Linked DNA regions of Mus musculus: regions 1, 2, 3, 5 and 6 are each linked to region 4. Evidence: chromatin contacts called from public Hi-C, HiCAR-type, HiChIP or PLAC-seq and promoter capture Hi-C data. All regions are on one chromosome and are shown on one strand. The core of a region is the stretch at or near the end of the contact, and the rest is flanking DNA. Distances in the headings are between cores, read along the strand shown. Region 1 holds the start of Elmod2 (ELMO/CED-12 domain containing 2). Region 2 holds the start of Tbc1d9 (TBC1 domain family, member 9). Region 3 holds the start of Slc10a7 (solute carrier family 10 (sodium/bile acid cotransporter family), member 7). Region 4 holds the start of Smarca5 (SWI/SNF related, matrix associated, actin dependent regulator of chromatin, subfamily a, member 5). Region 5 holds the start of Rnf150 (ring finger protein 150). Region 6 holds the start of Zfp330 (zinc finger protein 330).

Region 1 (4,522 bases), core at 886-3,385, 2.6 Mb before region 4:
GAACTTTTGCTGGTCTCTGGGTTTACCCCTACCCCATTAGATTTGATAACTCTTCCTTGATTGATCCTAAATTCTAATTCTTCCACTTTCAGGACATACCCATTTTCAAGATTTGCCAATCAGGGCCTGCTTGGTAACCTATAAATTTGGATACTCAAAGCTATAGAAACAGAACAGCTTACTGCAGGAGCATATAGAAGAAAGGCTGCCTCCAACACTCCCGGGGGATGGATTTGACTGGAGGCTCCCTGGTCCTTCTACTCTGGGCAGGGAGCTCACCTGAGGCTGCTCCAGGATATGGCCAGCAGCTGAGGCAGAGGGTTCATTTCTCCAAGAGTTTGCAGTCTGGCTAAGAAGGGAATTGTCTCTGCAGCTGCTTCCTGACTCCAAGACCCACTGCTGTGATACCTACTCTGATGTAGACTTCCAGACTTGCAGCTTCAGAGCCTTGAGTCCCAGCTTGGCCACCATGCTGGTCCAGTGACCTGCTAGAGCTGTATGCTTTCAGGAACTGAGAGTTCAAATGGCTCTGAATAGTAAAATCCTACATGGCAATCTGTTTAAACTAGTTTTTATCTTGTAAAGGCTGTTAATCCCAGAGTGTCAATAACACGTCTTTGTTGTCTGACCACTCCATTCTTAGAGGAGGGCGGGACAAGAACTTGACTGGAGACAGGGAGAGAGATGGTCTCCACGAAATATTTCACTCCCATGGGGCAAAGGTGGTGGCTTGTCTGCCCTTCATAGGTTTATGCTCTACAAGAAGAATCTACCTTTAAAATGGAAAGGCATGCCGGGCGTGGTGGTGCATGCCTTTAATCCCAGCACTCAGGAGGCAGAGTCAGGTGGATTTCTGAGTTCGAGGCCAGCCTGGTCTACAAAGTGACAGGACAGCCAGGGCTACACAGAGAAACCCTGTCTTGAAAAAAAGAAAAATTGGAAAGGCATGTACTGCGCACTTAATCAGACCTAACACGGAGATGGATGGGGCATAGACAAGACACTGGCTTGAATATTTTTGGAAGTATAAGGAACTAATAGTGGTTGGTCCTGACAAGGGGACCAAGGAGCCAGGAATCTTGTTTGGGTAGGAGGCTAAACTGTCTGTCTGTCTGTCTATCTATCTATCTATCTATCTATCTATCTATCTATCTATCTATCTATCTATCTACTTTTTTAGGCAGATCCTTAAGTAGCCTTGAACTGCAGATCTCCCTGCCCACATCACCCTCCAGCTGGCATGTAATTACAGGCATGCATGAGCGTGCCCAATTCAGGAATTTCTTTTGTTTCATTTTTAACTTCTTTTATATTTAGCCTTCTCTCCACTTGGCTCTTTCTTATCCAACCCACCAACCCCATTATTGTGCCATCAGCCTTTTGTAATACATTCCTAACCCAGGACTTCTACATTTACTGTCCTGTGGATCAGTCTTCCTCCTGAAGCTGGCCCAGCACACTCCCTCATCTCCTCTAGTAACGCTTATCCTTACTTTGCTGATTCCGCTGTATGTAATGATCCCTTCCCCTACTCCCTAATCCCCTTAATAACTTTGTTAGGCAGCTTCACCTGATACTATGCTTTTGCTGGTTGGTTTGGCGTGCGAGTCCCTTGTAGAAGACCACCTAGCACATAAAAACCATACTTTTGAGGTTTAAAAAAAAGGCACAGATTATTCCTCCAGTAGAAACGATGTTAAGAAATGAACGTTTGATGAATTAAGTGTTCCATGTTTGTTTTCAGAGGAAAAACTCGCAACTTCTCATTGCACACACTTAGTCACGCAAGTTCTTTTGCGTCATCCATAAAGTGCCTTCGACCCAAGTTTCCTTTGTGCCTCATAAAGATGGGAAATAATCACTTCGCAGATTAGGAAATGTAAGTGAAAGTGCTGTGGTCACGCCCGCGGTGGAAGAGTCCCGGAAAGCCCAGAGCAAAGTTCCCAGGCCGAGTCCACAGGGAACTCGTTGGCGCTGGGCTGGGAGTGCGGCCGCCGCCGTTGCCATGGGAACCGTCCAGCGTCTGGCGCGCCTGCCCGCGGGCCCCTCCTTCCGCGCCGGCGATAGGCTGAGAGCGAGCCAATCGGAAGAAGACGAAGAGGCGGGGCGCGGAGCCAAGAGACACCCCGCCCCCGCAGCCTCCGTGCGGACTTCCGGGTCGCGGTGTTCGCAGGGAGCGCTCCACGTAGAGCGTCGTTTCCGTTGCCGGTGTTTGCAGCTGGGGAAACCGAGGCAGTGCCAGCTTCCCCCTAGTTCTTCCGCTCCTGTGAGGTGGCTGCTGTTTTATTTTTCTCTCACTCTGAGTTGCTGGCGTGCGGCTGCGCAAGCCTCGCTGGCGTCCCGCGGATAACCCGCAGGGTGCGGGGGCCGTCGGGGCTTTGTGCAGCGTTCCCGCGCGCGAGAGGGGCGGGACGGCGCGGTGCCCACGGGGCTCGCACTCGGTTTCCCGAGGCCCTGGGGCTCGGCGGGACGGCCTGCCTGCGCCTGGCACTTCTGCCCGCTTCGTCCCGACAAGCGCCGACGGGATGACTCATTTTAAAGATCCTGATCCGCGTGTCTGGCACCGACACCTGGTGCCTTGCCTTGCGGGGATTTCGAATTTGACAGCTCCTCGGGCCCGGGCGCAGAGAGGGTGTGTCTGCGAATCCCAGGGCTGGAGTTCCCGGTATCCCTCCTCCCCTTCGTTTAGCACCCGAAAAGAGTTTTATTGCAAGATCAGTTATATCAAGTGTATAGATTTTGTGGGGTTTTTTGTTTTTTAACCTCTTGGTGTCTCTGCCCTTCACCTACTGACTAGAACAATGATGAATTCGTCAGGATGCCATCTGCTCGGTTTCCCAACCTGTATGCTTCAGTTTGTAAGCCACTTGTAGTGTTTTCATTTGTCGGAGTCAGCTGACAGGGACAGCTGGGCGCGCTCTCAACCAAGGCTGAGAAGAGCTCATTTTTTGGGAAGCCACATCTGATGTGTGGTAGATTTGAAATTGTTGCTCGGTTGGTCCTTTTATTCTTGAACTTCTTTGTTCCAAGTTTCAAGGGATGAAAAACGGAAGTATGAATCCAAAATATTAAATATAATATTTGGCAAAAATGAAATGTGGTTATTCTTTTTAGCGATTAAATAATTTGGCCAGTTATTTGGCTACTTTTTACATTTTTTTTTCAAGTGACCATTTGGCAAATCATTATTTAAGCTGTTGTATGTTATTTCCTTGCCTGATGAATTAAACACTCACAAAATAGACACAATGGAATAATATATTTCATTATCATTTGGGGAGTTGGATCAACTTAATTTCTTTTTCAGTTTTATAATTCCAGTTTGAGACCGTTAAGCTTGTGTGTTTATATCCTCTTTCCAGGGAAACATGTTCGTGTCTCTGTGGGAGTTTTTCTATGGACACTTTTTCCGATTTTGGATGAAATGGCTCTTACGGCAGATGACTGGGAAATGTGAATTGCAGCGAATTTTTGACACCTATGGAGGGGCACAGAGGACCTACAGAATAGGTAATACCTTCAAAATAAAGAAAATTCAACATTAATTATAACCTAACTGAATTCTTCTGCTCACCCCATGGGAGTTTGATTTGAGCGAGTCACTGCAGCTGAGTTTCTTAAGCTTTGTGGTCTTTAAGTTCTTTTCATTCTACTACTGACTATTGAATTGAGCACTGAATATATAAAAAGAAACTTCCTAAAACATCCCATATGTATCCAAAAAACGAGCCTTTTGGGTGTCTTAAAAATGTATCAGTTATTATTCAGATTATATTTTCAATTGTTTACTAGAAAATTATTCTCTCTTCCATTTGAAATTTTTACACAAATGTATGAGGTAAAGATTGAAGAGTACCCCCTGGAGCTCGTGTCTCTAGCTGCATATGAATCAGAAGATGGCCTAGTCGACCATCAGTGGAAAGAGAGGCCCATTGGTCGTGCAAACTTTATATGCCTCAGTACAGGGGAACGTCAGGGCCAAGAAGTGTGGGGGGGGGGTGAGGGGGGAGGGCATGGGGGACTTTTGGGATAGTACTGGAAATGTAAATGAAGAAAATACCTAATTAAAAAAAAGATTGAAGAGTCAGTTATCTGTTTTCCTACTTTGAGGCCTCAATAATCAGTCTTCTCACTTTTGACTCTTATTTCTGAATGGACAGATTACTCATTGGTCCTAGGAAAGACTTTTAGAACCTACTTGGTCCAGGCTCACAGTGATGGCCACATGGTTCTGAGCACTTGAAGTCTGCATGATGTTAATTGAGTTGTGCTTTACCTGTAAGATACCCACTGGATTTCAAAGACTTATATGAAAAAATGTGTAAAGATGTATGATAATTGTATTTGTAATACAGTCAAGTGATAATATAAGTTGTTAGAGCAATAAAAATTGCATGTATTTTGTTTTAATATAGCTGTGGAAATGTCTATGGTATACATGGGGCTCAATTTGGCTTGTGTTATATTTCTGTCAAATGACAGTTTTTCAGTGTTTAATTGAAAATGTTGTTCTGACTTCAAA
Region 2 (4,390 bases), core at 206-2,705, 2.4 Mb before region 4:
TAATCTTGGTAACATTTTGTTGAAGGAGTTTGAGAACTAACTGAACTAGTTAAAATGCAGTTATACAGCGAATTCTTTTTATGACCAGAACCAAATAACTTGCTTTGTTTTATGTCAGATCTCATGCAACAAAAGAATTCCATTTTCCTTATTCATTCTCATAGGTCATGTAGGAAGTGACCACATCAGCCTCTTGACAGATTGCTTCCCTGGTAACAAAAGGGTATTTTATACCTAATTGCCCATAAAGACAGCTGAGTCCAAGCTAAGCATCTTCCATCTCTCTTCTCAATACATTCAGCAGTATGTTAAAGGGGGGTAGGGAGAGTATGCAACCCGGCGTTCGATTCTTAATAATTCACTCATTGCTAATTTCATCTTAACCCACTATGGGTCACCCAGAACTCAAAGACCCCATCGCCCGACAGGGTCAGGAAAGAGGCGTTTCTCTCCTAGTCTGGGGGAAAATAAAATCACAACTCGAGACACCTTCCAGGCCCCCAGACAGGGCCGGCAAAAGGCCCAGCCCCGGAGACCGGGCGGCGTCCCGGGTGTCCGCAGCCAGAGCCCCGGGCGGAGCCTCCCGCAGTGCCCGTTCTTACCCGCCAATCCGCCGCCGCCACCCCCGTCGCCCCCGTGGCCCTTCCTTCGTTGCAGAATGAAGTAGGGGTTGGCTCTCTCGGTGATCCACAGCGCGTTGGCCAGCAGTACCTCCTCCGGATTCACCCACATGGTCCTGGTGGCCGCGGGCAGTCGCACAAAGAGGCCCGCACACTGGCGCGCTCTCCCGGGCACACGCGCGCCCTCCCGCCCGTGGGTGCGGGGCCGCGACGGCCTTCAGCAGGCTGCGGCCCGCGGCTCCCGGCCCGCGACAAAGACCCAGCGGGCAGCCGGGAACGACGACGGGGATCGGGACCCAGCAAGTAGCATCCTCCCTACGGCTCCTCGCTCGCCAAGTGCACAGCCTCGCAGCCCGGCCCTGCCCACCGCAGGGCGAGCAAGCGTCGGGGCTCGGTCTCAGGGCGCGGCGGTGTTCAAGGGCGAGCTTGTGCGGGAATCCGAGCCCCCAGGGCGCCGTGATCACCAGCTGCCGAGCCCGAGATCACCGCTCGTGGACACTGCGCGTCGGGGCAACGAGCTGGAAGGACGCTCCCGGCGCTGGGAATGAATGACGACAGCGCGGCTCAGTCGCCGCGAGCCCGGGTGACCGCGGGTGGCTTCTCGCGAGCCCGGTAGGGACTGTGTGCGGAGCGCAGGGCCCCACGCCCATCCCAGCAGGGAGGAAGCTGCCCCGCTCCCAGAGCCTGCGTGTGGCGTGTGTATTCAAGGCTGACGCTCGGCGGGACAGCGCCACCCCTGCCCCGGAAACGTGTGTTCCCAGGTTCCAGACCTGGCTCTAGAGCCAGGAGTCCAAGGTGGACGCAGCCAATGGTTGGTAATGTTTTTGTTTCCTGCATCCCTGGATCAAGTCACGCGCTAAACTTGTCACCACCGGTGGCCACTCCCCTTCCATTCCTTTGTAATTAAAGTGGCCCAGCTAAATGCATTACATCACTTCTTTCCTTGACCTACAGGGCGTAAGCTATAGAGAAGTTGGAAACAGACCAAAAGCTTAAACCAACTAATTCTCCCCACAGCTGTTCCTATATTGGGCATTAGGAGCTTTGAGGGACACTAGCATTGTTTGTTTGTTTGTTTGTTTATGAAAATTAAACCAGAGGCACTCAGACCAGGCAACTTTATGCTTTTAACAATTTGTCTTTCCCTGCATTCCTGGAATCCCTTTCTGGTCTCAGCTCATTTACTGCGTATCGTACGCGACTAAATGCATTCACCCGAGAGATCGGAGAAATGTTTTCAGCCAAAGAGGTTTTCCTTTTCAGATGACCAGAGTTGTTGACTAGACTCTGCAATGGCCCAAAAGTTAGCCAATCGTGAGAATCTCCTCTTTTCAAATAACCAAACCATTCAAACACATTTTTTATGTGTGTACCTATGATTTAAATGTGTCCTTCCAACCCCAAATTCAGTCACTGTGACAGCATTAATCTGTGGGGCCATTAGAGGCAATTAGGCCGAGTGGGGTCCCTCATCAGGAATGGAGAAAGACACAGAAAGCAGCACACAGGAGTTGGGTTAGTTTATCCATCAGCTCAACTCTGTGAGGAAGCAGACAGAACCAGCAGCAGATGTGGCCCACATGGTTGTAGACTTACTGACCTTGACAACCATGCGAAATAAAAGTCTTTCCTTTAAGAGTTACTCATCTTGCCAGGTGTGGTGGCGCACGCCTTTAATCCCAGCACTCGGGAGGCAGAGGCAGGTGGATTTCTGAGTTCGGGGCCAGCCTGGTCTACAAAGTGAGTTCCAGGACAGCCAGGGCTACACAGAAAAACCCTGTCTCGAACAACAACAACAACAAAAAGAGTTACCATCTCAAGTATTTCATGACAACAGTACAGATGGACTAAGAGCGGTTTGGGTGTGTTTCTGACTGTGTTAAGGACTCTTCCAAGTAGCTGAATGAGCAAACTGGCAGCCATTCCATCAAGGCTTTGTGCCCAGCCCTGAGGGTGCTAAAGAAGTACAAGGCTCTCTTCCTGTCACCACAAGGGTCTTCTCCCTGATTTGTTTAATCATTTAGATACCTGTCCATTGACAGGGTCCCACTGTGTAGCCCAGAATGGCTTTGCACTCAAGAGCCTCTGGGCTCATGAAGCATAAGCATGAAGCTCTCTGGTTGGTCTGCACTAGCAACGGTCTGGCTTTTCACCTGTTTTTCATCTTCAGTCTCTTTAGGAGACAGACACTAGACCTTCAGGCCTTTAAAGATGCTCAACACAGTTAACAGACGCAGGTATGTTGCTTTGTGGCAGTATAATTTCTAAAACTACAATAAACCCGCCATGCTGAGAACGGAGACAGTGGGGCAGCCTGAACTCAAGTCTCTCCACCTTGAGAAAAGCATGCATTAGACTGTCTCACAGTTAAATCTAGCTTCTGTTTTTTTGTGGGTTTTTTCTGTCCTTTATGTCTTGGGTTTCTGTAATGTAGGCACTTCTATGGGCACAACGGAGAGAAAGTTTGTGCTTTCTGTCTTGTTTGGCAAACACAATAAAGATTGTTTTCCATTACCAATTTCTACTTCCTACATAGAAACTGAGGTATTGGGTTGTGGACCTAAATATTTGGTAATAGTTTGGCACTTTCAGTATTAAAATCAACAAGCAAAAAACAACAGGTACTTTCTGTAACTAGTATTTTTTTTTTCTTTTTTGAAACAGGATTTCTTTGTGTAGCCCTGGATGTCCTGGAACTCAAATGTAGACCAGGTTGGCCTCAAACTCAGAGATCTGCCTGCTTCTGTCTCTCAAATGATGGGATTAAAGGTCTTCTCCATAACTGCCCACCTTGTAAAGTAGCATTTTCAAAGAATCTACAAGGTCCCATAATCACACCATTTGTAGGATCCTTATCTTGATCACACACCTGGCTTGCTGGGCATGGTGGCGCACACCTTTAATCCCAGCAGAGGCGTTTGCACCTCTGAGAGTGAGTTCAAGGCCAGCCTATTCCACAGTGAGTTCCATGACAGACCAGGGCTACACAGAGAAACCCTTTTTCCAAAAACCAAATCAAACCAACAAATACATGACTTGACACCAAAACCTCTACACAACCTAAAGTGTAAATTTAGCTTAGCTTTTCATTAGTGTTTTGGCGCCAAAATATGATTTTCTTGTGCAATGCATGCATTGAATCACCTACTCATTAATTCAATAGAATGTCTATTATACCCATGGCATGGGGACAGAAATTGAACAAAACATAGGGAAAACTCTGCCTTTGCAAAGATTAAAACATAAAATTAGTAATAAGACAAATCTTTCAAAAAAATGCTTGGAGAACAAACTTGGACTTTGAACAGAATAAACACACACACACACACAACCTTTAGTTATTTTCATGGAGGACATATGGCAAATTAGACTACCAGATAACCTAAGGGCATTGACCAAAATGGATGAATTACAGGGAGTTTGTGGTGACCTGCTGGTGCCAAGCTTCTAACAGGTTTCAGGATCAGAGTCTGGGCCTGATAGCCCTAACAAGCTAGGCTTAACTGCCCATTATCACAGGCTAGTTAAACAGGTAAGAGGCACTGAAAAGGAGAGAAAAGAGATTACTCAATATGGCCTCATTGGGAACTGGAACAAAGATGTTGGGTGGCTCTCATCCCCCCACCCCTCTATCCCTACCCAGTCTCACCCCCATCACCCCATCTCTCCATCCCCCTACCCCTACCCCCGTCCATCTTCAGGGTCCTGGAATGCTCTAAGGCATAGGTTTACATGAACTAAGCAGCCCTGGTCAGGGTATGGTCCTGTCA
Region 3 (4,552 bases), core at 699-3,198, 2.2 Mb after region 4:
TGTAAAAAAGTTCAATAAGCAGAATCCAAGGGAACAACTGAGCTCACAGAGTCCATCTTGTATCTGCCAGAACAAGAAACTCTAGGGAACTGATTCACCATCAGCAACCTTCCTGTCCACTCAGCACTGGGGAAGGCAAGGGAAAAGGCATTTGGCAAACCCAGACATGCGGGGCTATAGGCCACACACGTCAGCAGGAACTCCATCTCAATGCTGAGCAGAGATCTAGCCTCACTGTAACCAGTACAGTGGAGCATCGTAAGTAGCCTCAAAGACAGGAGCATGTCACTTCTCCCAGCTCCAGGAACAAGAGATTCCCCCTTCATTTGACTGAACTCAAAATCCCAACTTAACAGTTTCCCAAAGGCTCACAGAAAGGTTGTTTCTAAAACTAACTGGTAACTATACATACTCTATGTTGCATTTAAATTTTAAAATATGTTAAATTTAAAGGGGAAAAAATTAAATATAGAAAGCTTTCCTATCGAAATCACTGTTTAAATAATTCAATCCAAACGATTCCAGAAGTTACTCTAAATGGAGAAATTAGGGCTGGGGAAAGAAAAAACACTATTCAGAGAGATCATCCATTCACTTCTGTAAGGTTTTAATAACAAGGTAAAATTTCAAATATCTACATGGGCACCTCCTACTTGGGAAAGACTGTGTGTTCTTCTGTCCTTATTTGGGTCCATTGCATGGTTGATATATTCGATCTGCCAATAAACCTGGAACCTAACTCATGAGGTCAAAAACATATGAACTGAAGAAACTCAATTAATATCTATGAAAAGCAGAACAAGGTTGTCTGAAGGTGGGGGAGAGGGTATAAAACGCCAGTGACACGTCCCATGTTCCCACCAGTGTCCACAGGTCACATTACAAAGCTCCTACTATTCAGAGATTGGAGCGGAGGTTTTAACCCATCCACACTTCCCTGCCAAAACATACAGTGTGCATAGTCTAACACAGTCTGCAACTGTTGGACGGCTGCTGTAGTAACGGCAGCCCAGCAGCACACGGAAGTAGTGTCCCGTAAGGAAAGAGTGCAACGTGTCAGTACAATTGGGAGTTTTAGTCAGCAACTAAGGCACACTAAAAATTGAAGTTTGGAGCAAGGGTATCCTTTTTTCCTTTTTCTCCTATCCGCCGCTCCCGCCAATAATCTCCCCCAAACCCCTTTCTCTCCAACAGACTTTTTTTTGGGGGGGGGGGGCGGCAAAAGGGAGGAGTCGGAAATAGACTGGATAATGAGGTCTATTCCAGGATAGATAAAGAACTCCTGGCAACCTATAGTCCCTTGGGATGGGATGCTACTAAGAACGAGAGGAGTAACTTTCAGTTTCTGTACCCTCACTCCGGCACTGAGCAGAAGTCATTGATTGCCCGCAGAAAAGGCAACCTGCACTCCCACTCCCCTGCCCCATTCCTAATTCCCTCCTGGGCTAGCAAGTGAGAAGAACCTGCTAAAAGCCCCCCTCTCTCCCGCTGCGAGACAGAGGGCTGTGCCGCAGCCAGGGCGGCCGCTCCTCCCGGGGACTCGCCGACGAGTTCAGAAGTGGGAGCCGGCGCGCTGCAGCCGGCGGAGGTGCGGCACTTACCCCCGTTCACTCCGACCGACGGCTCGAGCTTAGCGGCGCCGATCGCCACCACTATCCCGACCATGAACCATTCTTTCCTCGCCCTCTCCAGCAGCCTCATATTTGTTAGGGCGGGTGGGTTTTGTTTATTTGTTTGGCTGGCTTGCTTTCCAAACTGCGATCCCTAAATCCCCGGGGCGTCTCCACACTTTCCTCGATCCCTCCAGACATGCAGCAGAGCAAGTCAAATTGCCACTCGTAAACTAAAGACCGAGGGGTGGCTCGGGCGGCTCCGAGGCGGGCTGGGAGTAGTAGTACCCAGTGACAGGAAAGCCTCGCTGAGCGCCGCCATCACTACCACGCACCTCAGAATAGACGCGCCCACCCGCCGAGGACCAGGGCGCAGGGGACGTAAAACGGAGGCACACCAGGAGCACGCAAGTGAGACGAGTCACGGGCTGCACTAACAGGACCCGCCGCCGTGCATACACGGCCAAGCTTGGGGAGGCCCGCAGTGGGAGAGAGGGATGAGGCGCCCCAGACGCCCAGCCTCATCATGGGTGTCGCTGCAGTAAAGCTATATTGACGGCGGCCCGAGCCCCGAGACATGCCTTGCAGAGAGCGTCTCTCACTCTGCCCTGAGCCCGAGAGACCCGCGGCGTGCGCTGGGCCGGTACCGGGCTGCGCCGTGGCGGCGGCTGCGCGCGCCAATGCCTGCTATGTCTATGCGCGTATACTCGAGACATTACGGCGACGACCGACGTCGCGTTGACGTTGCGCGGGGGGAGGGGAAGCCATTCGCGGCCTCTGGTTCTCGGCGGGAGCGGCGGCGGCAGACGCGTGTGGCGACCGGCGCGGGAAAGCGGCTTCCTAGTTAGGGAAGCGTTAGCCCCGTGGGTAGGTTGAAAATCGGTGGCCGAGCAGACGTCCGGGACGGCAGGCCCCCCGCCTTCCCGCAGCGGCGGCGGCGGGAAGGCGGGGAAGGCGGGCTGGGCCTTCCCGCCAGGTCGGTGGCCTGCCCGGGCCTTTCTGCCCGACCGCCTCCGCGGCCAAAACCCGCCTCGGGAGTGGGGAGGACGGCCGGGATGGGGCAAATCTTCCCTGGGGGGCGGTGAGAGAGCGACCCAGGCTCCTCCCCACCCGTGTGCCGCGCGTGGGCGGGCGATTCCGGAGGCCGCGTGGTGCGGGCCTTTGCCTGACCCCGAACCACTAAAGCAACAGGACAACTGAGAGGGGGCCAGGAACTCAGAACAAAAGCAGTGAGGGCCAGATCCAGGGTGGAGGGTCTGATGTCCGCCCCCTCCCCCAACCCTCGGTTTCTTGCATTGCATTTTGGCGAATCTATGACATAGTTTCACGAATGGTCTTCCGAGCATCAACCCTTCCTCTTTATGCACCCAAAGAAAGAAAGGAACAAAGTATTGTGGGACATTTTGAAGCAGCCTGGTATCAGCTACTTGAATAGTTTACTATGGAACGTAACGTTCGAAAGGGATTGTACCAGACTTTCATTCTGAATGCATTCAAAGCTTGAAAGAGACTCGGCGTGCAATTTGCTCTATTTAACTTTATCTTGCTGACATGACTCGCTATCCAAAAACTAAGCTGCTTTAAGCAGTTGTGCTATCAGTTCTCAGTTGCACAGCCCCCACTGCTCGGTAATTACGCATCAGGCAGCATGAAGAAAAGCTAATCTCAAGATAAAAAGAACTTAATAGGGAGACATTAAACAATTTACCAGGCAAAAGAAGTACATGAAATGTGATAAAGGCTTATTATAAGACAGTCACAAGGTAAGTGGAGTTCTAGGAAGTAAAATTTATAACATAATTTTCTTCAGTAATTTTGCTTGGTTCAAAAGGAAAAAAAAATCTGCCTCAGTCATCGAATACTCAAAAGGTCATCACAGATAGTGCTGCTTAAGTAAGGCTGCTCACAGAGTCTTTCTAGAGATTTTGACCTGTTTAGAACAAAATCTTAATTCATAGAATATTTTAACCGTAGTTTTGTGAATTGTATTGTCAAGGACTGTATTAGTTTGCTAGGGCTGCTATAACAAATAGTCCCCTCCCCGAGTTAGCTATACTCAGACAATAGACATGTTGTTTTACTGTTGCAGAATAAGGAAATCCAAAATGGAGATATTGGAGGGCCATGTGTTCTAAAGGCTCTTTCCAGCTTCTTGTGGCTGTTAATATTCCCTGGCTTCCTTGATTTAGGTTCTGATGCTCCAGTCTCGACCTGGTTAGGCATCACATCTCCCTCCATATGTTTCAAGTGGCTGCTCTCTGCATCCTTGAGCATTCATTACCTTTTTTCTGTGTGTATCTTTAAAAGATACTTGTCCTTGGATTTAAAGCCTAACCAGATAGTCCAGAATAATGGGTCATATTCATTTAGATTAAGTTTATGAGCCTATATCCTTTCTCCAACTTAACTGGAGTACCATCCCCTGTAAAAGACACGTTTTCCCATGACCTCAGAAGGTGACTTGTAGAAATCAGATGTTGATAGGTATGAAAAGCTGCAGTTCTTCTGAATGTCATACAAAGGTGTGCAGGTGGAGTGTAAGCACCACGTAGGGTGGAGAGAGGAACTAGATTGAGATATCTATAAGCCAAAGTAGTCTAAGAATTACTGACAACCACTGGAAGCTAGGAGGGAGTCATGGTACAGATTTTTGTTAAGGCTTCTGATAGAAACTTACCTTCATACTTCGTGACTTCCTGAACTGTAAGAAAATCAATGTTTTATAACACACCTCCCACCCCCAGCCCTTTCGCAATGCATTGTTACAGCAGCCTGAGGAAACTAATACAATAATATTCACAGGTGCTCGTGTGCAGTAGTCCTAGTGGCTTTTCTGTTCTGTTCTGAGACCCAGCAGCTGTCACCGGTGAGCTACTTGGAAGGCCGATTTGGCGAGCTTGTAGGAGGAGCTTGAGACCTTCACGTCCCCTCCGACTCTCAGC
Region 4 (4,845 bases), core at 1,058-3,557:
TATCTGTATTTCTGAACATCACATTAAATACCTTGAATAAACACACTTTCACTCTTGTGCTAGGGGTTGAAGATACCACTGAGCCAAACCCCTAGTTCATATAAACTTTATCTGTCAATTATACCTCTAAAAAAGCAGATAAGAAGTAGATTTTCACTACTACAACACACTTGTTTAAAAAAAAATTGTGAGACTGCTTAGTGGAGAAAGAGGCTGCCAGGACCCACATGACAGGAGAGAACCAACTCCTCAAATTTATCCTCTCACCTGTACACATGCAGACATGTGTGCATATCTCCCTACCATATATAATCAGAAAACAATGTAATAAAAATGAAATGCTGACAAGAATTAGAATATACAGCCCACAATCAATTTTTAATAATTCCACAAATATACTTGTTTGAACACATTTTTGAAGTACAAAACATTTTCAGATAGTACTTCATAATGAACATACTTTTATGTTAATGATTGTTAAATGCTACTAGTTCATTTTAAAGGTGTACAATATTCTTAATATTAATATGTTCAATTTTAGCCCTTTACTAGCTTTTTGCCACTATAAAGACTACGCTGAGAATTATTGTATTTAACCACATATATATGTAAGCATTACTATATCTTTGAAATACTTTTTAATACTACTTTTTGTTTTGTTTTTTTGTTTTTTCGAGACAGAGTTTCTCTGTATAGCCCTGGCTGTCCTGGAACTCTCTGCAGACCAGGCTGGCCTCGAACTCAGAAATCCGCCTGCCTCTGCCTCCCGAGTGCTGGGATTAAAGGCATGCACCACCACCACGTGGCTTTATACTACTTTTTAAAAAAAGATTTTATTTTGCTGGGTGGTGGTGGTGGCACAGTGTACACCTTTAATTCCAGCCTGGTCTAAACAGTGAGTTCCAGGACAGCCAGGGCTATAGAGAATAACCCAGTCTCACTCCCCGCCGGCAAAATATTTTTAATTATGCATATATGTGAGGGGGTTGAATCCCCTGGAACTAGACTTAACAGTTATGAGCTGACATACGGGTGCTGGGAATTGAACCAGTGCTCTTAACCTTTGAACCATCTCTTCCAGCTCCTTATATCTATTAGTTTTTGGAGACACTTTTAGTGTCTTTTAGTCTAGGCTGGCCTAGTAGCCAAGGATGACCGTGCCTACACTTCTCTAAGTGCTGGGATTTGGGGTACGAGTCACGGCATCCAGATTAAATAGTGCTAGGACTCAAGCCCAGGATTTCATGTATGCTCCCCAACAACTCACCAAATGAGCTACAGTATGTTAAACGAGAGCGTTTTCAGGTTCTCCATTTTAGTTAACGATTATTCGACTGGTTAAAACATTTGAAATTATATATGAATATTATCTATTCCAAGAAGTTTGAAAGTAACTCTGGAAAAGACTTTTTATTCAACATAGGTGGGGACTAAATAATGGGATTAATTAAGATAAAGATCTTTTGTGCCTGGGAGTAGGTGGGGGATGAATGGAACAGTGTTTATATTCCGTAGGATTCAGTAGCCTCCATGACAGCCTAAGGCAGGATAAAGAAGCAACACGAATAACGAACACTTGTTTCCTCGGTGTAGCCCTGGCTGTCCTGGAACTCGCTCTGTAGACCAGGCTGGCCTCAACTCAAGAGATCCGCCTGTCTCTGCCTCTGTAGTGCTGGGATTAAAGGTGTGCGCCACCACGCCTGGTAAACACTTCTTGAGACAAATGTGTATTTGTTTCATGCGAAAACTCGCCATCATTTGTCTGCCTTTATCTGCTGCCATTCTAACAGGGCAGCGCGTCTTCTGTCTTAACTTGAACTTGACAAACGCCGAACTCTCTAAACGAAGCCGACTGACGGAGCGAACACGCAGACTTTTTAATTCTGAGGTGATTTTTCTTCTCAGGCGTCCAACGTCACTTAACGTCACGCCCGTGAGCGAAGGCGGCAGGACGACGAAGGCCAGCCCAGGCCTTTGCTCCTTGCCTAACAGTCGCGCCGTTCCCAAGAGGGAGCCCTAGCGCGGCGGAAGACAGCGAGCCGAGCCGTTACGGGAGCGCCGAAGACCCAGCTCGCGTCACTCGGAGGAGCGGAGGCGCAAAGCACCGCCGACGCGCTTCCTCGAGGCCCCGCCCACTCGGCTCCACAGCCCGCTAGAGGCCTGGAGGAGGCGGGGCCAAGGAGGAGCATGCGCACGCGCCCTCGCGAGCCGGCCTTCTAAGGGGGAACGAGCGATCTCGCGAGGGTTGAGAGCGGGTGGCGTAGGTAGCTGTCCTGGTTGGCTGGAGAAGAGAATCCACTCCCGGAGAGGAGAAGGCGCCGGGAGGCCTCTGAGAACCTTCCGTTTTCCTTTCCCTTTCCCTCGGCCCTCCGCCTCCTCAGAGTCAGCCCGCCTTCCCTGACCTCCGTGACCCCGCTGGCCCCGCCCACTCCCGTCGACGTGATTCCCGCCGTGAGGTAAACGCCTGTGGAGCAGAGTCCCGCGGAAGAGGACGGCGAGGCGAGCGGCGCGGCTGGGCCGGCTCGGGTCGGTGGCGGAGCCCTCGCGCGTGAGAGCTTCCGGGCAGGTCTCACTCCTCCGGCGGCCCGGACGCCCGTGTCGCGCAGGCCCAAGCCGCTTCCCTCGGCGCCGCGCCTGCCCGTGGCCGCGGCGGGTGACGCAGCCGGAACATGTCGTCCGCGGTGGAGCCTCCGCCGCCCCCGCCTCCCGAGAGCGCGCCTTCCAAGCCCTCGGCGGCGGGCGCCGGCGGGAGCAGCAGCGGCAACAAAGGCGGCCCCGAGGGCGGCGCGGCGCCCGCGGCTCCGTGTGCTGCGGGCTCGGGCCCCGCGGACACCGAGATGGAGGTGAGCGCGGCCGTGCGCGGGGAGGGAGGGAGGTGGATGCTCGGCCGGCGCGTCTCCTGCTCTTCACCTTTACCTTTTCCCCTCGGTGTAGCTAGCCTAGCCCGACCGCGGATCGCTCTTACGAAACACATGTTCCTGATTACTGGGGCCGAGGGGACCCGTTTCCTCCATTGCCAGGCTCCCCCAGAACTCGCTCAATTTCTCCCGATTTAGGTTTTAGTTTGCACTAAACTTTGAGGAAGGCGAGGGAGATGCCCCTCCGGAGTGGGATTCCCGGGGCGAGGGGCGACGTTTCCCAGCGTCGCAGCTGGGGACTTGCGCCTCCAGTGCCTCATCCCCGTGCTGGCGGGGGCGGCATCTGTCTGTTCTGGGCAGAGACAATGGCGAGAGCTGGAGGGCCGAGTGCGCAGTGGGGATAAGCGGGGCGCAGCTGCTTGTGTGCAACGAGGGGAAGCCCCTCCCGGGCCCTGCTCCACCGGGAGGGGAACGAGCGTGACAGCCGCAGCACCTGTCCTGGATCCCCATCCAATTACGGGTGTATGCATGGAGAACTGAATGAATGGGAGCCTCGGGGAAGGATGATGGGCTTCTAGCTCTGCGCATTGCTTCCTTTTGAAGCCATTCGGAGGATTCGCTGTTGAACCACCTTCTTGGGGCTCCAGTGGGCCAGATGATGGTGACAATACTGGAGGAAGCGGGGAGAGAGTGGAAAATGGGGGAGCTGCCAGGCAGGTCTCTTTGGACATGCTCCCAGGCATTGAGTTGCCTGGGAACAAAGTTACTGCTTCCAATTTTTATTCTTGGCCTTGGCCTTGTTTTGAGGTATTCTGTAGTTCCAGTCTGAAGGAAGACTCCTGGGAGTTTTAATCCTCAGATTGGAAGCAATACTATAAAAGTGAACTTTAGTGCAGGATTTACACTATAAGGAAATGATGGTGCAGTCTGCATTACTTTTATGAGGCAGCTTGGGTGAAATAACGTTAATCTTTGAAACAACTTTTAGTGGGGAAGGTAGGTGTTAGTGTAATGCACCAATTTGAAGTGAATGCAGTTTCAATTTAAAAATGTACTTGATGCCCCCCCCCCCCTTTAAGGTTTTAAGTGGCCTTTTGAGTTTTTAGTGCTGTTTTACTTGGATTCTTAGATTTCTATTCCATGAAATAAAAGAATCTGGACACCAGTGACACTGGTGGCTTAGGCCTTTTAATCCCAGCACTTGGGAGGCAGAGGCAGACAGATTTCGGAGTTCCGAGTCCAGCCTGGTCTACAGATCGAGTTCCAGGACAGCCAAGGCTACACAGAGAAGCCCTGTCTCGAAAAAACAAAACAAACAAGCAGTAACTGACATAAACAGAAAAGAAAATGCGTGAAGAATAAGATTGAGAAAAAAATAGAAACTGTTGATATTCCTATACTGAGAAGACTCAGTTTACTCATCTGATTAATGAAAATACCACTTATTTTGTGTTTTCACATTTGTGTTTATATTTAAGTTTTAATTGAAAAATAGCAACTCAAAAATTAAAGTATTTTATTAGGGTTTAAATGCTCCTGGCTATTTTATTGTCCTTAAAATAATTATCATCAGACTGCTTTTCATCGTCTTAAGTGAATTTAGAGTCAGAATTAGTTTTGAGTTGAGTACACTTGCCTAATGTATTTGATGACCTTAGATACGTTTTACAGTTGGAAAAAAAGACATTGAATTATTTTTTTGGGTAATGTTCTAGGAAGTGTAAATTAGGGACTAGCTAATGCTTCCTTTCTTGTATACATTTCTATAAAATAGCACAGTAGGTAGATGGAATTTTATGATACAAAGAGAACTTTGTTCACATTCAAGTTACTTAATTTGTATTTATAATTTTATTGAAAAAATATAGATTTGTCCATATGGCTTGTATAGAAAGTAATTTTGCCTTAGGGTGTAAATGATATTTTTACCCCAAAAGTTATATAGTTTATAATTGGGAAAAGTGATTATCCCCATAGTATTTTATTT
Region 5 (4,610 bases), core at 1,376-3,875, 2.1 Mb before region 4:
CCCTGCTTCCCACTCCCTGAATCTATATTTTCCATATTAAATGTTAATTGAAAGATGCCTTACATGACTTGGATACTCTTCCATAGTGCAAATATCCTTGGAGATCAAGTTTAAGCAGGGGCCCTATGACTCAAGGTCAGAGTGCAGGTCTCTCCCTGGGAGAGTGATTGTGCTCAAGGAAATACAGCAAATGTCTCTAACGTGCAGGGTCAGAAGTTTTCTAAGAAGGTAACGGTTTCTCCTCATGAAAACCATGCTGTTTTCTGGCTCATTTTTCATTTTGCCTCCCAACCTGTTTTCCAGAAAGTTAACAAATGCCCTTGACTACAACAGCTGGTGTTGGTTACTCTGGGCAAACTAATTGTATATTTCACGAATAGATGCTATGAACTCTTGAAAGAGAGATCTGTCTCTATAGAAAATATGTCTGCACGTACAGCCAATCTGCATGTTCCATCCCAGTTCTTTGCTTATTAGAAGCTTGGGCTTTAATTGCAACAATTGTTCTGATTGGATGACTCTGCCCAGAACGACACTCCAGTCATTTCTCCCACATCCTGCTTGCAGGAAATGCTGTGAGGGAAAAAAGGACCCACCTCTCAGGTGCCTCTGCATGAGCTTGCGCTCAAAGAAGGCAGTTTCCTATAACCAGTGGCCTGTGCTAATAAATATGAATAACATAGTCTTGTTGCTTCTGTTACTTCTCTCACGAAAACACTGTTTATAGACTGTGTTGAATTGGGGCAATCATGCTTATTTTTAGTCTGGCCCCTGTGGTCACTGACAAAGGTCTTTCTTGAGTGCATCTCGAAACCAGATGCAGGCAGAAGACAACACAGCAGTAGAAAGTAATTCTAACGTTGTGGCTATTCTTGGCTTGTTGGGCATTGCAATGTTTCACCCATGCTCCCCGTCAGTCCATCTCTCTAGATGACAACCTGGCAGAGCTTTGAATATTATTTACTTATGGTCCCAGCAAGGGGAAGGGCTCCTGAGAAGGGCTGAAACCTGACTTGGGAGAGCAGTTTGCCGATGGTCAGCTGCAGACAGGTAAGTTGACCTGCCTCTTGATACACAAACACTTGCACCAGGTATGTATATCTGATACACACAACGAAGCGCAGAGACAAGTTATTAGAACTTCCGGTTCCAAACAGGTGCTGAAACGGGTCACTAACAAGAACAATATCTCAGCCCTGTTTCCCAAATCTCACTTTCCAAATTCTCCTGGGAGAAGACACTCCACAGCTTGAACCCTCTCCCGAACCAGACTCTCCGATACTCCCCCAACATACTGAAACCTCTCATGCTTGTAACCTGTCCCCCAAGCGACGCACAACAAAACTTAATAGGTTCATACATAAGAGACTGGTCTCTGGTGCTGCACGGACTTCTCAGCCAGAGGTGCCCCGGAGGCGGTGCTAGATCTCCCTAGACGCTTCTCGGGCTCCCCTCCCCCACGTCCGCCAGGCACCCCCCGGGTTGCTCACCTGCGTGGGGCATGGTGATGGTCTCGTTTGTGTTGGAGCCCACGTTAAAGATGACCACAGCGGAGGCGTTCTGCAGGAACGCGTTCCGGATCTTATCCCTGTACGTGCAGTTGCCCTTGGGGATGAGGGCTATCCAGTGCTTGCCGTGGGCCGGCGCGGCGAACTTGGTGTTGGGGTCGCAAGCCAGGCGGTCTTGGGCCGAGCTGGCCATGACCACCTCGCCGCGCGCGTCCTGCTTGGGCGAGTGCTCCCCGTATCGCCCGCACTCGCTCTTCTCCGTGTGCAGCTCCGCGCCGCCACCGCTGCCCGCCACCGCGGCCCCGGGCTCGGGCTCCAAATAGGTGATGTTCACGAAGGCGGTGTACCATTCCTCCTTCTCCGCCACGGTGAAGTCCAGGCAGAGCAGATGCACGAAACAAAAGGAAAGCAGCCATGTTGAGAGAGCCAGACTGCGGCACGCTTGGATGAGAGACATTGTCATCTCTCTCCTCCGGGGTCCCCTCCCCGCCCCCTGCGCCCTCCCCCCGCTCCGTCCCTCCTTTCCCTGCCCCGGCCAACCCCGGGCAGCCACTCTGGTTCTCCTGTCGCTGCGACTCACTCCCTGGCCGGCGGAGCTCCGGCTGGGACGCGCAGACGCTGCGGAGACCGGATCCGGGACGAGCGGGAGAAACCCGCCCTGTCCCCTCTCAGCCGAAGCGCGGCGCTGGCATCGGGCTTCCCGGGTGATCGCGGCGCGGTCGCGGAGCGGGCGCCGCGCACTTGCGGGGGAGTCCGGCTGCCAGGCGTCCTGTTCCTTTGCCCCGTGTCGCCTTCTCTCATAGAGGTGGCGGGGTCCTCGGGTTTGGAAGGGGTGGCGGCTCTGCTTGTCGCGGCCGAGCGGGGCGGGGGTGGGGTGCTGGAGATCCTCGGTGCTGGGACTATCGGTCCCGCTGCAGACGCGGAGGTCGCTCCTGTTATGCGTGGGTTCCCATGGGCAGTAGGCGCTGCGCTTCTGGCCAGACTAGGTGGCTACGCCCGGGACACTCACTTGCCGAGGGAGGGGGAGGTACGGGGCAGATGGGATGGGGGAGAGCGTGAGGAGAGGGATACAGCGTTTTGTGTGTGTCTGTATTTGTGTGTGTGTGTGTGTGTGTGTGTGTGTGTGTGTGTGTGTGTGTGTGTGTGTGTGTGTGTGTGATGTGCGCGTGCAAGGAGGAGCTTAGTATGATGTCAAAGCTCCTGGGCTCCCCTTGCAACGCTCACTCTGTCTCTCTTCCTGGGCGTCAGCGACCTCTGCTGGGCCTCAAATTCAGGCTTCGACAGTTGCGGGCAAAAGGTAAAAAGGACCTTCAGGCCTTTGAATTGGGAACAATTAATTGAGGGAGTCTTAAATACAGCAAAGTGTAGGAACCTCTCTGGAACAGCATTTCCGTTTGCTGGAAGATGTGCAGAGAGTTCTCTGGTATTTATCCCAGCACTGATTGGTCATGAGGCCCCTCCCCCCCGCCCCCCCAGACCTGAATATTTAGGACAGTGGCTGTCAGAATTCCAGTTTTAAACCAGGACTGATCAGCATGAATTCAGGAGAATTTCACATTTATTAAGTCAGGGGTGGGGTCCTTGGTGATGCACACTCTGCTGGTCTAAGGACCAGTCTGTGGTGTGGGTAAAAGTGACTTCTTTTCCTCTGCTCTGGAAGCCAGCTCATGGCATGGCGTTAGTTTTCTTAGAAAATGGACCTCTCCTCATACTTTAAGATTGAGACATTTTGCCTCCATTCCCACTCTAATAGCCCTGCCTTAGAGGATTCACAGCGTCAGTAGGTGGTATGTGTGTGTGTGTGTGTGTGTGTGTGTGTGTGTGTGTGTGTTCGTTACCATTTTAAGCTGTGTTTTCCAGTTGTGACAGAGATTAAAAGAAACCAGTGGAGAACAGTTTCCTAGAGTCGTGTTCTAATAGCAGAATTCTTTAACAATTAGATATCTGGTTGGTTGTTACACTTCCTCATTAATGGTTTCTGTAGTTTCAGAAACCAGTAATATAAAATGTCTACTTATTTATACATACACAAATATGGTAGTGCTTAATGATTTACATTATATCTTCCACCTGGTTCTCTTTCCTGTGCCTCTCGAGAAGCACTGAGAAGCCCAGCAGTTTTTGTCACAATATACACATCCTAGGTCTGGACATCACAAAACAGAAGATGGATTCTGGATATATCCTATGTCTAAATATAATCCTCAAAGGACGAAGGACTTGAATGATTATTAGGGGACCAGTTGTTGGTAATAGGAAGGAGTTGTAGGTACAATAGATCAGACAGGTTGGTGTTTGATGTGTTCAGAAGCCATAGTGAGCTCATCAGGGGTGGAGAGAGATGAGCGATGGAAAGAATGAGATGGGATTAATGGTGGGAAGATTCTAAGTGGCCTTGCAGTTTAATCTGGGTGAGAGGAAGATTCCTGGGAGATGTCTGGACAGAAAAATGTGGTGTTATATGAGAACATCAAAGTTTTATTCTGACAGTACTGGAGGAAGGATAGAAGCAAGGAGGGCACTTAAGGAGCTGCAAAAATAATCTGGGGGGAAAGCCAAGAGAAACGCATGCTGAGGAAATGGCAGAGCATGCTAAGGAGTGACTGGCTCATGGGGGGCTCTGGAGGTGGAGTGGAGTGACTGGCTCGTGGGGGGCTCTGGAGGTGGAGTGGAGTGACTGGCTCGTGGGGGCTCTGGAGGTGGGGTAGGCACTGTTCTCTGATGCTTTGGTGAGGGTGGTAAGGAAAATACAGAAGTCAGGAAGCAACTGGTGTAGAGAATCTCTTAGATGCATCACCTGTCAATAAATAAAGGCTTATGGCCAATGAGCTGAGGCAGGAAGTGGAAAGTGGGACATTGGCAGGAAGAGAGAGGATTCTGGAAAACAGGGAGAGAATAAAGAGAGATTCCAGAGAGATGCTAAGAAAGAAGATAAGGAAGAAGCAGCCTGGGACTGAAGGAGAGGTAACTAATCATGAGGAAAACAGAATAGTGTGAATGGATTAAATAAGTTATGAGCTAGTTAGGGAGTGAGTCATGGCTTATGGCCTAGGCATTTATTAGCAAATAATTAGTCTCAGAATTGTCATTCAAGTAGCAGGG
Region 6 (4,720 bases), core at 1,492-3,991, 2.0 Mb before region 4:
ATAAGTTGGCACAGATACTGTAATGAATGGCAAGGGCTATGTGGGCAGTGGTGAGGCTGATGTTCTGCAGAAGGCTGAGTGAGGAGGCAGGCAGCTGCTAGAGTATAGTGTTCCTACCGACAGAGTGGAGGGGCAATAAGTAAAGCTACTGCTCAGCTTGTACAAGTATAAGAACAGGGAAGAAGCCAAATGTGGTGGTCCACATCTGCAATCCCAGCCCTTAGGAAGCTGAGACAGGAATGTGGGCCACACAATAAGATTATAGTGAAGGAGGAGGCGTCATCGTGGTGTGAAGGGTGGAAGGGAGCACGTGGAACTTGAAAGCACATGATCAAGGAGATGTTAATATTCCAACGCCGAGCCAGGGTTCCTTCACTTATCTACGTGTTTCATACAGGAAAGTATTATCAGTTTTGCTTGTGAATATTATTTAAATTAATATGGAATAGATTTACTAGTATTGTTTTTTAATGTGGGATTTACAATTTTAATCAATTTTAAGGTATCAATAGTCATTCTGATGCCAGGCAAACATTCAATCACTGAACTTTATTCCAAGCCCAGGAGAATACAAACACTCAAGCCCAAATACCTATAGAATTGTGGGTCAAGCTGCATCTTATCTATGTGTTCTTTTTCTTGTGTTACCTTGTTAAGGGCACACAGGCAAAGTGCCTAAAACGTAAGGAGCAAGCCCATGACTATATTAGCTGTTGTTGACACTTTGTGTTTGTGAAAGAGTATCAGGTCTCAAAGAAGCTAGGGACAAATGGTGAACTGTGGCTCTATTAGCATATCAAAGCACATGCTGGCCAGACACTCAGAAACCCGGGGCTCCAGTTAGCTCAGCTCACTTCACCCTCTCCCCTAAACTTGTCTAGCTCCTGGACTTCCCTTCCCTCAGCTTCTTATTCTGCTAGAATGCTGCCATTGTGTCTGTGAGCTTTCTTGGCTCCCTTGTCCTCCTGGTCCCCTCTCTTGGCTCTCTCTTCTTTGTTCTTTTTCCCTTCTCTCTCCCTCTCTTCTCTCATGCTTCGTTTATAACTTTCTCTCCTTCAGATGTCTCTGGCAGCATTCTCCCTCACATCTACAATAAAATTCTCTCCTTACTCATACTTGGGAGCAGTCATGTCCTCATTTTATACAAAGAGGAGATGGTGATGTCTGTTGAAATTGATATAAGTGGTGGAAGCTTGAAGAAAACAAGTATGTTTTGATTATGATTAAATATTGTGGTAAATGGGAATAAGAGATTAGGGAACTATAGGAGGACAGAAGGGGAATCCTGAGAGGCTTGAGTTTAGTGACATAGACTCCTGTTTATGTATCAGCACCCCATCCCCCAAAACCCCACCCAGAAAATCAATAGGAGGGAAAAGGTACATCATTTAATGATCAGTAGTACAAAAACTATGATAAAAACTGTGACTAATGAGATGGGACTGTTTTATTAAGTAGAACTTGCAGAAAAAAAGACTGAAAAGGATGACTAAACAAGAGAATACAGAACAGAGCACAGGGTAGGAGCCTAGTAAGCCAAGACATTCATATTTCATTGACAAAACTGAGCTCTCTTCAGAGAAAGGCTTGAGGTGTGGTTATGAAAGCGAATTCCTGGAGTGCAGCAAAGATGATAACAGAAGGGGTTGGAAAAAAAGAGAGAGACCAAAACGAGTTGTCTTCCATTGGGATGTGAATGTGGTAAAGACAGAAGATGGCCTTGTTGGACATCAGTGGGAGGAGAGGCCCTTGGCCCTGAGGGTGTTTGATGTGTAGGAGAATGCAAGGGCTGGAAGCCAGGAGTGGGTGGGTGGATAGGGGAGCACCCTCAAAGAGGCAGAGGGAGGGGGATGGGATAGGGAGTTTTTGGAGGGGAGACCTGGAAAGGGAAAAACATTTGAAATGTAAATAAAAAAATATAAAAAAAAGTGGGTGGATATAACACAGCTCCACTCAAATATAGAAGGTGATAGGCAGTAAGTGATACTCACATGCAGTACTGGGAGTAATGTCAAGAACTTCCTCCCCAAAGGTAAGGTGGGAGTGAGAGTGGAACATTTACCTTCAGTGTTATTTAAAGCAAACAGTCTTGTAGGGAAGCATAGTTAGATCTCAGCCTCGGAGCAGAAGCAGAGAACGTGGGAGGATTTGCTCACAATGGAACAGAATGCACACAGCAGAGGCCAAGCAAGACACCTCCGAACTCAGTGTTGTGAGACATTAAAAAAAGCGGGGGTGGGTGGGTGGGGGGGAGGAGTGGAGGGCTCTGCAGTTTCCTGTGAGCACGCCTATAATCCTAGTGCTGAGAGACAGAGGTAATGGAGTCGTGGCTTCAAGGCCAGGGTTCCATTCATTATGTCTCAGAAAATAACAACAACAAAAATTAAAAATGTGCCATGTGAGGCTTGTCAGGCTCCCAGAAAGGAAAAGGATTTCAGAAGAGTCAGGCAAAAAATTGCTAGCAAAGTTCTTGTTCTCCTCTCAAAATTTTTTGTGGGCTCGTCTTTCTTTTCCTTTTGGACTTTTTAGCTCTCTGAGTTAAATAATAAAATCAGAATGACATAGCAGAGGCCTTGAGATGCGGCAGCTCTCTGCCCTCTACTTTCTTTGCAACGCTGGAGCCTCTTTCCATTGTAGCAAGTCCACTTCCGGGAAGGCGGGTCCTCCCCGAGGAGGGGGCGGAACATGCGGGATTCTTCCTGTTGACGTGTTCAACCTGGGCGCTCTGACATAGCAGGATATCCGGTCTCGCTCCCACCGTTGGAAACGGGCTGCTTCTGCCGTTCTAGCCCGCGGCTCGCCCTCTCCTCCGCGTCCTCGGCCACTGCGGTGAGTGGCGCGTCCCCGTGAGGCCGCGCGACGTGGGTGGGTCTGGAGAACGTGAGGGGCCCTCGGGCTGCTGGCGGGTCGCGAGCCGCGTGGCTCTTCCCGCGCCCCCGCCTCCTGGCCTCCCAGAGCCTGGAACCCAATGTCGCTCTGCTGTCACCAGGATCTAAGCTTGAACTCAAAGAAATCTCTCCTCGTTGGCACAAACAGATTCGAGGAAAAAAATAGGTCTGAGATGTCTTAGTGGGTACAGAATTCATCCACGGTCACCCGTGGCCACTCAGCCACATGCTCCAGACTTCCCTTTTAAACACTGAAGGAAGGCCCCGTGGCGTGGCCAGCATGATTAACCACTGATTAGCTCTGAAGACTGTCCTGTCCGAAAGGATTGGGGCACCAGAGTGAGAACACAGAAGCCTGGTTGTCTCTGTTGTAGTTTTTCTGTGTGCTGAAAACCAGCACTGTAAGGTTTGATGTCTGTGTGGGAAACAAACTCCAAAGCATCTGACTTGTCGAAACTGTTGCATCTAGGCACGAGGGACAGGCAGCGAAAGCCACTGTAGTACCTTAGTCTCTTAAGAGAAAATGGGTTTGTTTGCGGTCAGGCCTTGGGTTGCTGGTTATTTGTTTAGATACCATGTAGGTGACAGTGTACTGTATAATACTGTATGTCAACAGCATTAGGGCTGAGACTGTATAGCTCAAAATGGTTATTTCAACTTGGCACAAAACAAATATTTTTAGTCATTTCTTACTAATGGTGCATACATAGGTTTTTTTGAGTGAAGAGAATAATTAGGGTGAGAAAACAATTACTCTAGCTGTTTGGTTGAGGTCCTTGATGCTTATGCTGTGTGAGAGTTTGGAAGCCCAGAGGAGGGCCTTAGTTTAGGAGCCTGCAGCTGGAATAATGTGTGTGTAATGTTGCTAAAGGCTTCAGATGGGATGAGGTGCATTTAAAATTGAAAGACTGATTTAATATTTAAGGAAAGTATAGATGCTGTGTGACTGAACGCATCAATTATACCTTTCCTGTTTTCTTGTTTAGAAAGAAGGGAACATGCCGAAGAAAAAGACCGGTGCGAGGAAGAAGGCAGAGAACCGCCGAGAACGCGAGAAACAACTGCGAGCATCAAGAAGTACTGTCGACCTAGCCAAACACCCATGCAATGCTTCAATGGTGAGAGCTTTTTAAAGCAATGGCTGGTGGCTGAATGGAGGACTCTGTAGTACCATATATAGGTACCTAAAAAACATGATCAACTATGGTGTGCCCCTGTGAAGAACCTGTTAAAGGTGTCCTCAGTATTTTACTGAGTAACAATGATATTTTTATTGTTGTTAGAGTATGTATTATCAAGCCTGGCGTATCATGAATTACTGGTGACAATAGATGTTGAAGGCGAATGGGTGACAGGAACTGAGTGGGAGGCTCCAGCTTTTTTTATATATTCTTTAGCTCAGTTTTGATCATTTTCTCCTAGCCAGTCTCCATTCACTGAGTACCCTGATTTTTAGACATTTCCCATGTTCTTAACTAATTTGCTAGTCTTGAAAAAGTCAGATTGTTTTAAAATACTTCATTTTCATGACTTAATTTAGCAAATGTTTATCATTCAGGGGACCGAGTGTTCTGCCTGGGACTCTGGGTGCACCAATAATGGCAGATGATGGCAGATGGCGCACCTCCCTCTTTTGTATGTTTGTAGGATTCCCTAGTGTGTACTACTTTCTAGGACTCATTTGTTTATGAATGACAGAAACAATTTAACCTAGGGAAAAGCACCTCACTACCATAGTCCCTCCAAGTAGTGAGAAGAAGAAAGGAGCTAAGACTTGGGGACAGCTAGGCCTTGGGCCGCCCTCTGCTCTTGTTTCTTTGGCTCCTTCTGCC

Evidence for each region. Promoter capture Hi-C pulls out the DNA fragments that hold promoters and counts their contacts. A called contact is a pair of places that touch in the nucleus more often than the background predicts. HiCAR-type assays count read pairs that join an accessible place to other places. HiChIP or PLAC-seq counts read pairs in DNA pulled down with a chosen protein or histone mark.
Region 1: a contact with region 4 is called in a Hi-C map of B cells, with 6 read pairs. The contact joins the promoter of Elmod2 here to the promoter of Smarca5 in region 4. A contact is called at or near these places in 5 of 39 promoter capture datasets (cranial neural crest, embryonic stem cells, hippocampal neurons and 2 more), 1 of 484 Hi-C or Micro-C datasets (B cells), 1 of 115 datasets of contacts at active chromatin or transcription factors (astrocytes) and 2 of 9 other capture datasets (adipose tissue and liver).
Region 2: a promoter capture Hi-C map of pre-B cells shows a contact between it and region 4, with 4 times the contacts expected there. The contact joins the promoter of Tbc1d9 here to the promoter of Smarca5 in region 4. A contact is called at or near these places in 2 of 39 promoter capture datasets (the C10 cell line and pre-B cells), 1 of 484 Hi-C or Micro-C datasets (embryonic stem cells) and 2 of 115 datasets of contacts at active chromatin or transcription factors (astrocytes and embryonic stem cells).
Region 3: a contact with region 4 is called in a promoter capture Hi-C map of liver, with 5 times the contacts expected there. The contact joins the promoter of Slc10a7 here to the promoter of Smarca5 in region 4. A contact is called at or near these places in 3 of 39 promoter capture datasets (liver, maxillary cranial neural crest and pre-B cells), 1 of 484 Hi-C or Micro-C datasets (CD8 T cells) and 1 of 9 other capture datasets (liver).
Region 5: a contact with region 4 is called in a HiCAR-type map of astrocytes, with 4 times the contacts expected there. The contact joins the promoter of Rnf150 here to the promoter of Smarca5 in region 4. A contact is called at or near these places in 2 of 39 promoter capture datasets (hippocampal neurons and pre-B cells) and 4 of 115 datasets of contacts at active chromatin or transcription factors (SST interneurons, astrocytes, embryonic forebrain and 1 more).
Region 6: a contact with region 4 is called in an H3K27ac HiChIP or PLAC-seq map of thymic regulatory T cells, with 23 times the contacts expected there. The contact joins the promoter of Zfp330 here to the promoter of Smarca5 in region 4. A contact is called at or near these places in 6 of 39 promoter capture datasets (3T3-L1-derived adipocytes, hippocampal neurons, liver and 3 more), 3 of 484 Hi-C or Micro-C datasets (embryonic stem cells, pre-B cells and transitional/marginal zone B cells), 11 of 115 datasets of contacts at active chromatin or transcription factors (SST interneurons, T-cell acute lymphoblastic leukemia, astrocytes and 8 more) and 2 of 9 other capture datasets (adipose tissue and liver).

The regions. Positions count from the first base shown.
Region 1 is chr8:83,330,099-83,334,620 of GRCm38.p6, reverse strand. It overlaps Elmod2 (ELMO/CED-12 domain containing 2), which reads left to right and starts at 2,135. Exons shown (of 9, transcript NM_178736.5): 1 at 2,135-2,271; 2 at 3,363-3,510. The coding sequence starts at 3,369. Gm32327 (predicted gene, 32327) reads right to left here and starts at 2,002. Exons shown (of 2, transcript NR_168721.1): 1 at 1,571-2,002.
Region 2 is chr8:83,162,417-83,166,806 of GRCm38.p6, reverse strand. It overlaps Tbc1d9 (TBC1 domain family, member 9), which reads right to left and starts at 1,455. Exons shown (of 21, transcript NM_001111304.1): 1 at 603-1,455. The coding sequence starts at 732.
Region 3 is chr8:78,506,724-78,511,275 of GRCm38.p6, reverse strand. It overlaps Slc10a7 (solute carrier family 10 (sodium/bile acid cotransporter family), member 7), which reads right to left and starts at 1,948. Exons shown (of 12, transcript NM_029736.2): 1 at 1,602-1,948. The coding sequence starts at 1,701. It overlaps Rbmxl1 (RNA binding motif protein, X-linked like-1), which reads left to right and starts at 2,348. Exons shown (of 2, transcript NM_001252089.1): 1 at 2,348-2,477; 2 at 4,459-4,552.
Region 4 is chr8:80,736,921-80,741,765 of GRCm38.p6, reverse strand. Smarca5 (SWI/SNF related, matrix associated, actin dependent regulator of chromatin, subfamily a, member 5) reads left to right here and starts at 2,307. Exons shown (of 24, transcript NM_053124.2): 1 at 2,307-2,843. The coding sequence starts at 2,670.
Region 5 is chr8:82,861,371-82,865,980 of GRCm38.p6, reverse strand. Rnf150 (ring finger protein 150) reads right to left here and starts at 2,625. Exons shown (of 7, transcript NM_177378.4): 1 at 1,491-2,625. The coding sequence starts at 1,971.
Region 6 is chr8:82,772,166-82,776,885 of GRCm38.p6, reverse strand. Zfp330 (zinc finger protein 330) reads left to right here and starts at 2,741. Exons shown (of 10, transcript NM_145600.2): 1 at 2,741-2,829; 2 at 3,875-4,006. The coding sequence starts at 3,887.